Regions from separate parts of the Mus musculus genome. Here region 2 is linked to region 1. The links are chromatin contacts, called in public capture Hi-C maps. All regions are on one chromosome and are shown on one strand. Each heading gives the region's core, a stretch centred on a gene start, on an enhancer-like site or on the middle of the called end of the contact. The rest is flanking DNA. Distances are from core to core; before and after follow the strand shown.

Region 1 (5,454 bases), core at 765-3,264:
ACAAGGAGATGGTAAGACCCGGGCTACATGAGGACTCATTCTTTACGCACAGAAACAGTGAGAGGTTGGGGTCCTGGAACAGGGCAGCCAAAAATCAGATAGTTTGGGGTTGAAAAGGACCAGAGTTCCCAAGGAATCCCCAAGATTTTTCTGGATAGTAGATCCCAGCTTAACTCTGATCCAGGAGAGGATAAAGTTTAGTGTACCAGAGTATGTCAAGTCAACAAAGATAGGGTCCTTGGGCCCAGGCCTAAGGGTCCCAACCGTGAAGTTCACAACCTCCTATAGCCCTTACCTGACCACCCTGGTGGGCAGCGGCACTTGTACTCTGTGAGAGTGAGCAGGTCACAGGTGCCCCCATTGCGGCAGGGGTTGGCCAGGCAGGCGTTGTCCAGAGGTGTCAGGCAGAGGGGCCCAGAGAAACCCAGGGGACAGCTGCAGGCATAATCCACAGTGCCACCATGGTCCACAACGTGGCACGTTCCAGCATTCTTACACGGTGTGCTGAGGCAAGGATTGGAGTCCTGGCATCGTTGGCCCACAAAGGCTCCGCTGCAGCTGTTGACAGACATGTAGGGCAGTCAGCTCCCCGCCCTCATCTCTCATGGCCACAGGCTACCCGACCTTGGGCAGTGGGTGCAACTGGAATCAGGCTCTAGAATGGAGGTGCAGTGGCTGCTTGCTGGGCAGAGGTTTCTGGGATGACGTAAGCTCTGGAGCATGCCATGGAGGCGCTCACTTTAAAGGGGTTACTTTCACATACTAAGTGAACCTCACCTCAATAAAAAAGAAATAATAATGACTGTTAATTGGGGCCAGGCTAGAGACAAGACCAGCCTGAATTTCAAACCAGGCAGATTTCAAATCTGGGTCTACACTCGAAGTGAGCCTACAGGCGCAGCAGAGCCCCCTCCCCCCAGCCCTGTGGGGGGATGTCGACATAGACTCTGTGAAACTCTCATTTAGGAGGCTGGTCTGCTTTTCTCTCCCAGCTTCTGTCATGAATATGCATCATCTGGGTAATAAAAGAGTTCACGGTTCCTTCCACTTTCAAACATCAATAGCACAGTGGACGCGGGAAGCAGAGCAGACTGGAGACTGTGTGTGCTTTCTCTCTCTTCAGTTCCTGCCCTGTAGCAAGGGGACTATGCCAGGATGCTGGCTGCTGCCCACTCTCTACAACTCCGCTCTCAGACACAGGTTCTTCATATCATACCCCCAAACCAAAATGGCACCCCCTCAGGGACAAATAAAACCTCCAGACACAAGTTCTCTGTACCCCGCACTCTGTACCACGCACTCTGTATCAGTAGCATCAGCACCGTCCTCTGAGGACATGATTCATTGAAGGACAGAGGCTGAAAGCCTGACCCACCTCCAGACAGGTGAGGGGGTTTGCTGTCTCCAGGCTTAGATTTGCTGGTTCCCTACGGGGACAAGCTCAAGGTGTGCCACTGCCCCAGTCTCAGTAGCCTCCTCAGCCACCTGTCTGCCTAGCTCCCAGAGCTTGGGCCATAAACCCCTGACCCCACTCTTGCCCCACCTCTTGGCCCCACACTCCCACAGAAGGCTCTGGGAGCCGCCAAGCCAAGCTCTTCCCAGAGGCAAAGGCTCTGAGGCAGAACGTGCTAGCTGACAGGACAGCCCCCATGGCAGGGTCACAGCCAGGTGCTGGCTACACACAGCCCATCCTGATTTCCAGAGCCTGCTCACTGGCATGCAGACTGCCCCTTGACACACACACACACATACACACACACACACCCCGCCATGCACCCCAAGCTTTGGCTGTAACTTGCCTCAATCCCTACCTCCAGCCAACCAGTTAGTCCCCACTTGCTTCTAAACAACTATTTATAATCAACCCCACCCCCCACCCCGTGTGAGAGTGGCCCCAGGAGAGGCCTCCCCACTAAGAGCTGCTGGAGGCAGCATGGGGTCTGGGGTCAGGTATCTCAGTAGAAGTACTGGGAGACATCTGTCCTCTCTGAAGCCTTTCATCTGTGTCTACCGCTTGGGTATGGAAGACACAAAATGGCCACTCTGGTGACCATCTGTTGCCAGAAGCCAAAAGTCTCAAACCAACTGGCTTAAAGAAAACAAATCACACCCCCACTCCCCAGGGAGTTAACGCAAGCCTTTGCAATGGTTCCTGTCCAGCATGGGAAGTGTGTTTGGTGTGGGGGGTGGGGTGGGGATGGGGGACATCTGGCTCCTCCTGCATGGGGGGGTAGCCTTGGAAGGCACCTCCCCACCAGTGTGGCCAGCCACTGAGATCCACACCTGCTTCTCTGGGGGCACCTAGGCTCTGGTAGAATCTACCTTGGGGAGGCTGGGAGGCAGTCTTTGCCTTTCTACTCATGGATCCAGTTACTAGCCTGCTGGAGAGGCTGCTGGGAGCCTGGGATCTGCCCGCTGAGGCTGGCCCCTAGAAGCAGCCCTCCTCTCTGGATCAATGCCTCTTTGTCAAGCAGGGTTGGCCTCAGCCCACTTGGAGAAAAGGTTTTTTTTTTTCTTTCCCAGCCATTGGTGAAGTCACGGGGGAGGGAGTGTTAAGGGACAGAGGGAGCTTCATCTTCAAAGCCAATGGAGCTGCTGCGTCCACCCATTCCTGCGGGCTAAGGGGGTGGGGGAGCTCTAGGCCAGTGAGACTGAGGCTCCAAGAGGCGGGAAGATTTCCCTGGGAGGGAAAAATGGGGCAAGCCTGATGCTAGGTCTCCAGTCCTTAAGCAACCCCCGCTAGGTCTCTGAGGATAAAGACACTGAATGTAACCAAAGGCTCCAAGCTTGCTCACATTCCTCTTCCCTCCGGCCATGGGCTGTGTTCCCTACAGCACCCTGAATAAGAAGCACAGCGAGAGACTGGGGAACCCGCCTGGATGGGATGCACACTTGCCAACACTGCTGTGTTCCGCTGGACCAGCAAGGGGGAAAATATGGCCAATAAATCAGGCGCCGGCAGCGTGGACAAAGGGCAGCAGGGAGCAGGTGCATCTGTGGAGGGGACAGCTGCCCCTGCTGGGCGCGGCCAGACGCCAACACCAGCGGGTGGGGCAGGAGCTGGGAAGCTGGTGGCCAGGGACGCTCCTCCGTGGGGGAATGTGGTGGCTGAGAAGGCCCATTGTCCACCCCACTGCCACCCTGGGCTTGGGGACACCATAGCGCAGGCATGTTGCTTAGTTGGGTCCACCACCATGGCTGAGGCCACCATCCACCACCAGCATTCCATAGCTGGAGGACCAGCAGGGCCACTTGGATGGGATCATCCCTCAGATGCCTGGAGCCAAGTGGCAGGGTCTAGGTCTAGGACAGGGGGCTGGCAGACAGACAACAGCTCAAAAGCCCTTCTCCTCTGACTACCGCCTACCTGTCTGACCTCTGTAACACCTGGCCATGTGCTCTCCACACAGCATTCAAATGTCCCTAAGAAGGGACATTTAGGCCACAGCTGGGCTACAGCCATGGCCACAATCCCCCAGTGTCAGTGGATGTGAGCAACATAGAGGCATGGAAGCCCTACATGGGAAGCCCCACTCACTGGGCAGTCCCCGAACACCAACCAGAGCCTCCCCGAGTGACCCAGGATGTCCTCTGCTTCCCGAGTCACCTCTTGTCTAGGTAGGGAAAAACCTTCCCAGAATGGGAAGGTGGGACTTGCTTAGGATGAGAGCCCGAGCCATCAACGAGATGAGAACCACCTGCAATGCTCTCCTCGGGCGTCCTCCACAGTGGGAACCCGGCCACGGCAGGTGTGCCCTCCCCTTACTTCCTTCTTAGGGCTCCTTAGGCCACCTGCTTCTCCACTTTGCCTCTTCTGTACCACATACTCCATTGCCTGGGGTGTGACCTGTCCCACTGTGGCTGGCTGCAGGTAAGTATCAGGCAGGCTGGGGCCCCAGGAAGGGGTGGCTTCTGCAGACTCAGAGGAGTACAAATGGCCCCTGTGCCTGACATCCCACAACTGCTGCCTGGGCTTTGTTGGCGGCTTCAGCATTTCCACTGTGCTGACTCCCACCTCCCTGGCAGCGCCACTCCATGGAAATGTGACTCCCCAAAGCATCCAGAGGCAGATGTTGCTGTGGCCTCTCACCCGGGACTAATTCTAAAGTGCTGTTTTCCTTTCTAAACTACATGGCCATCTGCCACCTCCAGGGGACAGATGACAGCTCCTTCCACCCCAAAATGAGGAGGGGGCAGAGGGACTGTAGTGGGAGTTCTTTAGCTCCTGCCCTTGGTGGGTTTATGGCCAAGTAGGGCTGGGGAAAGGAGTAGGTTTACTAAACTTGAGATAGCTGGGGTGAGGAGGGGGTAGGGTGGGTTGTCAACACTGGAGCCCCTTCATTGGCTTCCCAGAACCCAGGGGCCAGAAGACCTTGTGAGAGAAAGCACTTTCAGAAGGGACACGTCTTGTAGGACCCTCCCAGCTCCACTGCTTTAACTGCTACATGGTGAGATGGAACTCTCAGTTTGGCACCTCAGTTTTGCAAGAAAGATCTCTCTCTCTCTCTCTCTGTGAGTGTGCCTGTCTGTCTGCCTGCCTGTCTGTCTCGAGGGGGGATGTTGAAGAGAGGCCCTTGCAGCAGGCACCAGCAGATGCAAGGTGCTGAGGGACTCTCACTCTGAGCATGGCTAGGTTTGAGTCACAAAAGTACAGTCCCTCCCTCAAGAAATGGACTCATTGCACAGGTTAAAGCCCCCATCTGAGGACTGGAGGCACCACAGGCCCCTATCTGAGCATCAAGGCTCTTGCTTATTCTTCTCTGGGACCAGGGGCCTGCACTGAGGCATCTGAGCTCCTAGGGCCCAGAGGCAGAGGGTGGCTCAGTGCATGACTGCATACCTCAGGTCCCCAGCACCACTGAGAGTGATGGTGGTGGAGGGAGCCCCTTGCCTTCTTTAGTCTGCTCTACCTGTGTCTGCAGCCACCCAAGTATAGCTGAAGCCCTTGTTCTGCAAGCTCCCACTCAACAAGTGGTGACCATTCTCTTGTACCCAAGGGATGGTTCCATGCAGATCCCTACCCCAGCCTGATTTTGTTCTTTTCAGTAAAAATACAGTAAAGCTTGCTGCCTGCCACCCAACCTTCACACAATGGGTCCAAAACCAGGGCTACCTCTCACTCAAAGCCCACCTTGTAGGATTTTCACAGGGTCAACAAACCCAGCCCCATCCAGGGCAAAGGCTTGGGGAGGGGGGCAGGAGAGAGGTTCTGGGACCTTGGCCCTGGAACCTGAGCAGAGACTAGCCCAAGCCCCCTAAATTCTGGTGCCTCGATGAAGGAAGGTGCTTACAGCAGGCTGAGTGACTCCCTGGTATCCTCCCTGGTTCAGAACAGTTGATTCAAGCCCAAGAGACAGGGGACCCCTACAGACTACAGTTCCATCCCTGCTCTTCCCCACACAACTCAAGGCAAAGAGCATCAAGTGCCTCGCTCTCCTACTAAACCTGCCTGGA
Region 2 (5,454 bases), core at 1,076-3,575, 2.0 Mb after region 1:
AAGTGTTTCCACTGAACATTTCTTTTAAACATACAGCCTGCCTGAGGCAGAGATTAGCTTTTTGTGGGCTAGGACCAGCAAGGGAAAAAGACCGACAAAACCATCAGGTGGCTTAGAATTTTGTCCAGATCCTAGCTCACAGCTGCCACTTGGATCTTTCCAGTTGGAGGGAGGCTACTTGCCGGACATCCCAGGGGCAGGCCGAGGCTGCAGGAGGCAGAGCTAATCCCAGCTGCTCCCCACCCCCACCCCCAGAGGAGCCTTAAACTCTTGGCAGTGCTGGATCCTGCTGGGCCCAAAGCCAGTGGGAGTGGCTTGGGCGGGCACTTATTCTCAGGTCCTCCCCTTCTTGGCAATCTCATGACTCAGTGGTTGGTGGGAGGCCTGGCAGCAGGCTGCCAGCACAGGGAAGCCCTGTGGTGAGCCAGTCTCTTGTGAGGTACTGCTGTGCTTGGGGCGGGCCTCAGCTGCCAGCCTGCTCCTGGTCCTCTTAGGCTTTGCCCAGCTTCCACATGCTGGGGCAGGTGTGGCATGTGCTTCTGTGCTCTTGGCCTCCCCAGTTCTGGACTGCCAGGAGAAGGCAACAAAACCCCATGGCTCACCGGGCAGTGGTGGCACACGCCTTTAATCCCAGCACTCGGGAGGCAGAGGCAGGTGGATTTCTGAGTTTGAGGCTAGCCTGGTCTACAAAGTGAGTTCCAGGACAGCCAGAGCTATACAGAGAAACCCTGTCTCGAAAAAACAGAACAAAACAAAACAAAAAACACCCATGGCTCTATGAAGCTTCCCATAAGTCATTTGGAAGCTCTGGCCCTTCAAAACCCCAGGAGTTCCTGAGATGCTCCTCCTGACCATGGGTGACACCGCAAGGACAGAGGCATCCTGGTCTTTTTAAGGCAGGCAAGAGATTTTGGGAAGAGCAGCTAGGACACCAGCCACAGCCAGCAGCACTGGATGACTGGCCCTGCTGCGTGGCTGTGAGAAGCCTTTTCCCTGGCTCATTGTGGTGACTCAGTGACGTCCACACTGGGTGGTTTTTGTAAGTGAAGGCTCTCCGAGGTCACTGACCTAAACTACGGAACGAGTGGGAAAGATTTGCCCTTCAGACCTAGTAGTTGGGACTCCAGGCACCAAGCAGGTTACAGACAGTGGCCAGGAGAAAGAGAAGTCAGTATCCCAGCCCAGGCTTGTCCACGGCAGACCGCCGCCCTCGGTGACATGAACCCTGCAGCCTTGCTGCACCTGTCAGTGCTACCAGGCATAAATATTTTCTGATCTTTAACTTGATTGAGAGTAAAAGAAAGCAGGCAGCCCTGGACCCTGAGTGGGTCTGAGCATCTCCATGGCCTCGTGACCTTGGGGAGATTGTTTGCCTTCTCTGGGCTTCTGTCCCCAGCTTTCCCATGAAGATAACTATGGTGGCTTCAGCATTGTCTCAGGCTAGGTGGAAAATGTTTTGTGTTCACTGAGAAGAGCTAAAAGCCTGGCCTGACTGGGGACCAGGGCTTTGTGGTATCTACTCCCTCTATGGGTAAATTTTGCTTTGGGGCTGAGGAGTACAGACAATGATAGCACCACTGCTCGGGGCCTTTTGGCCAGAGCTGAGGCCTGCACTCTCCCTGGCCCCAGAGAAGAAGCCAGTGAAGCACGGACCACAGGAACATGTGTGGGGTGACTTGATGATGGGCCCAGTTCCTGGAGAGGAACTGTCCTCTCACTCCCCCATAGGACCCCGAGTGTCAGGTCAGCAGGCAGCAGGAAAGAAGAGCAGAGCCATGTCCCCAGTCAGCCTCAGGGACAGGATGCTGTGCGTTGTAAACAGCTCTGCGAGTCAGCACTCAGCTGAGTCACAGCTGAGTCACAGCTACCAGTTGTTTATAAACAATGGGCTCTCACCCTTCAGAGCCCCCCCCCCAACCTGTGAAGGGCGGGAAGACACTCCCACAGCGGTAGTACCCCCACAGACGCTAGCATCTGGGCCTAGGGACACCATGCAGGCTTGTGTGAGTGGCCAGGTACCTTCTCCCAGGGCCACTGGTGTGTAGAACAGAGCAGATGACAGGGGCGTCCTGAGAGAATGGGCAGGATCATATACACTGGTGTGCAGGCAGGGGTGGTGCGCTGTCCCTGTGGCAGGGGGCCCTTTGAGCCCACTCTGTGGCTCTGGGAGCTCCTGTGGCCATCCTCCGTTCCAGGCAGTGACAGTGACAGGTGTCACGTGGCTCCCGAGGGCCTGGAACAAAGGGCCTGCTCTCTCAGGGCCAGCCTGTGGCAGGGTGGGGCTGGGAGCTACTGGCTCCTCCCTTTCTTTGGTCCCTCCTCCTGGAACCCCAGCTTCAGGAGTGGCAGCTGGTCCTTCTGGTCCTGTTCTTTGACCTAGCTGTGACTCAGACCCTCCAGCCCTCTCAGCCTGCTCAGTGTTGCTGCCCCAGGCAGCCCTGCCCTGTGAGAATCAGAGTAGCTGCAGGATCAAGCCCTGCAGCCTAAGCTGAGGTTGGGGCGGGTTGGGGAAATCAGAATGCTAGGCCTGGAAGATGCTGGGAGGGCTGGAGGGAGTGTCTGTCGGGCAATAAGGAGCCTGCATCCGGGGCAGGCATTGTATCTTGCACAGGCCAGGTGGTCAGGAAGTCCATGTAAACGCTGCTCCGTCAAAGACACAAACATAATGCCGCTGCCCTTCTGGTCCCTTCATACTTCCTCCACAGGCCTCTGTGGGGAAACCCCTTTCTCACCGGTAAACCTGTACCGGCCAACACCAGTGGTTAGGTGGGTAGCACAGGAGAGAGAGGCCAATATGGAGGAGTGTGGTGTGTTTGCAAGTCCTGCAGGCGGCAGCACCAAGCAGGCCCAGGAGCCAAGGCTTGAGGCCCCCTCCCTCCTCAAGGCTTGGAGCCACTGATCAGTCAGTCACTCTGGAAGAGTCACAGGAAGACCATTGGAAGAGGGTGTGCATTGCTCAGAGAACAGAGTTAGGGTGCTGGCGGGCTCAGTCTGGATGCTGGGTCTCTGCCACCCCCACTGGGGATTGCAGTGCCTCTGGGGGAGCTGGAGAGTCCCTGGCCACCACTGGCTTCCTGCCTCTTCAGTGCTGGAAGCCCAGCGAGAGTTCCAGGAGGGTAAAGATACAGCCTGGCTTCTGCCTACTTCCTCCTGGGCTTGGTGGGCCTTGGGTCAGGTCTGTGGTTGCAGACAGAAGCAGCCTGTGGGCTTGGCTGTAGGAGCCAGGCTTCTTCCCCTGACCCTGGTTCTTCTGGGTCAGAGGGGTGTTGAGCTCGGTTAGTGGCTTCCAGTGTTTGTTTTGCAGTAAAGTCAGGGGAAGGATGGTGAGCTGCTCTAAAGCCTGACGCCAGCTCAGCTGCTGCCTTGCTCCTGACGGACAGACATCCCACCTACTTCTTCTGTGGTCTCTTTTCTGAAATCTTGGTGGGCGTAGTACTCAGTGTTTACCACCCTACTCGGTCTCTGCTGAAAATGAAGTACTGTGCCCGGTGGGCTGGCAGCGTCTGTAATCCCAGCATTAGGAGTTCAAGGTCATCCTGGGCTTCATAGTAAGGTGGAGGTCAGCCTGGGCTACAAGACACTGTCTCAAAAACAAACAAACAAACAAACAAACAAATCCATGCCAGGGGCTGGAGAGGTGGCTCAATGGTTAGAGCACTAACTGCTCTTCCAAAGGTCCTAGTTCAATTCCCAGCAGACACATGGTGGCTCACAACCATCTGTAATAGGATCCGATGCCCTGTTCTGATGTGTCTGAAGACAGCTATAGTGTACTCATATACATAAAATAAATAATTGTTTTTTTAAAAAAAATCCATGCCAAATACCCGGGACAGGAGCTATGAATTAGGTGGTCAGGAAAGGCTTCTAGAATGGTGACATGGGGCTTCGAGACCTGGCTTATGCTCATTTGGCGACTCTGCTCCTGATGAAGGCTGCTTTGATCCCAGTGTAGAGAGTTCCAGCCCCCCAAGGGAGATCCGTGGGATGAGGTCTTGGTGGCAGAGGATAGGAGGAGAGAGCTAGGTCTACCTAAGGGGTGTAGGTTAGCAATAGATGACTAGGCCACCCCAGAACAGAGTCCTGGCCACTCATCCTTGCTTGCCTTGTGGCCTGGTACAAGCGGGAATTCCTGGCCCTGCCCGTCACAGCAGCAGGTATGACAGCCATGCAGGTGACAGTAGGCCTAGGCACTCTTGGAGCTCAACTCCACTGGGGCAGGCGGGCTACAGACACAGTATCCGACAGCCTGCCAAAGAGCCCACTCCCCACTGGGTTCTCGCCCTGCTATGGCCCGGGAAGCAGACCGGGTCCATGCTAGGCCTGCTGTGCCCAGGGGGAGGAAGGGCTCAGTGTTCTTTGCCTGTGTCTCAGTGGTGACTGCCAGGCGGTGGGCCATTGCCCGCCGCACCACTGCCCACTCTCCCACTCCTCCGACACCTTGCCCGGCACCTCTGCTGGCACCCACTGCTGAGGTAAGTGTTTGCCAGAAAGGCTGTCAGGTCACAGCCAAGACCTGGCCTGGGCCATGGGAGTTGGCACCTTAGGGCTCCTTACTCTTCTTGTCAGAACTGGTTGAAGGAGTTTGGTTAGAAGCACCAGGAGAGCTGTCTCCTGTACCCGGTGTCAGCTCAGAGGCTGGGGTGCTGTGTGTGAGCTCTGGCTGGCCACCTGTCCCCAGCAGTGGCAGACAGCATGCCTGTGGGCCGTCACAGCAGCTCACAGCTAATGTCGGATGGTGCTTCTTGGATTACACTTGACTCAGAGCGATAGCTGGTATGTGGTCCTCGTTGTTTTCTTAGTGTCTTCTTCTTTCTGGGAGAGATATTGAGCTCTGATTTGCGCCTGGGGCTCTGAAGACATGGAGCAGGGAGTAGGGCTCAAAGCCGGGTTCCAGAGCCTCAGGACGCTTTCTACCTGGCACTTGGCTGAGTATAAGAGGAGGGCCAGGCTGGCAGCCTGCTGACCGCTCTCGGGGAAGGAAGGGAATGGGAGCCTGATGCCAGGGCCTTTCTGGGGTGTGCTGGGGGACAAATGTCACTGCCTCTAGGCTTAGGGACCGATGAGACTGTGGGACACATGGAGCTACTGCACGTGCTCAGTGGCTCCCTTGACTGCTCTGATCAGCTCACACAGGCCACAGCTTGTCTATTCTCCCACCACCACACCCCCGGCCTCCCCCTTCCATCTCCTCTCTTCAGTTTTCAGTCTGGGTTCAGCTCTGAGTCTCCATTTCCGTTTCTATGTGTTTGTGTCCTCACTGTCTTTCTTCTCTGCCCCTGTGTACTTCATGTGACACCTGGAGCATTAGTGGTCCCCAGGGTTGTCAGTGTGGGTAGGTCCAAAGTGGGTATCTTGTGATGGGGCAGGGGGCATTCAGTAGGCTGCCAGCGTGGAGTTTCGCTGGTGGGACAGAGTGTAACAATCCAGAGCATGAATTCCCTGAGGCTGAAG

What was found. Capture Hi-C pulls out chosen DNA fragments and counts their contacts.
Region 2: a capture Hi-C map of embryonic tail shows a contact between it and region 1, with 3 times the contacts expected there. The contact joins two enhancer-like sites. A contact is called at or near these places in 2 of 9 other capture datasets (embryonic tail and pancreatic islet).

What each region holds. Positions count from the first base shown.
Region 1 is chr2:26,484,892-26,490,345 of GRCm38.p6, forward strand. It overlaps Notch1 (notch 1), which reads right to left. Exons shown (of 34, transcript NM_008714.3): 3 at 296-558. Among named protein-coding and RNA genes, the nearest start is that of Notch1, 16 kb to the right of the region's middle. Within about 2 kb of position 2,015, at least 107 of the 459 cell types and tissues checked have an H3K27ac peak or open chromatin away from gene starts, as enhancers often do. A contact at or near this core is called in embryonic tail, where this site is marked.
Region 2 is chr2:28,523,561-28,529,014 of GRCm38.p6, forward strand. It overlaps a transcript of Ralgds not described here. Among named protein-coding and RNA genes, the nearest start is that of Ralgds, 7.2 kb to the right of the region's middle. RefSeq lists an enhancer at 799-3,386. Within about 2 kb of position 2,326, at least 344 of the 459 cell types and tissues checked have an H3K27ac peak or open chromatin away from gene starts, as enhancers often do. A contact at or near this core is called in embryonic tail, where this site is marked.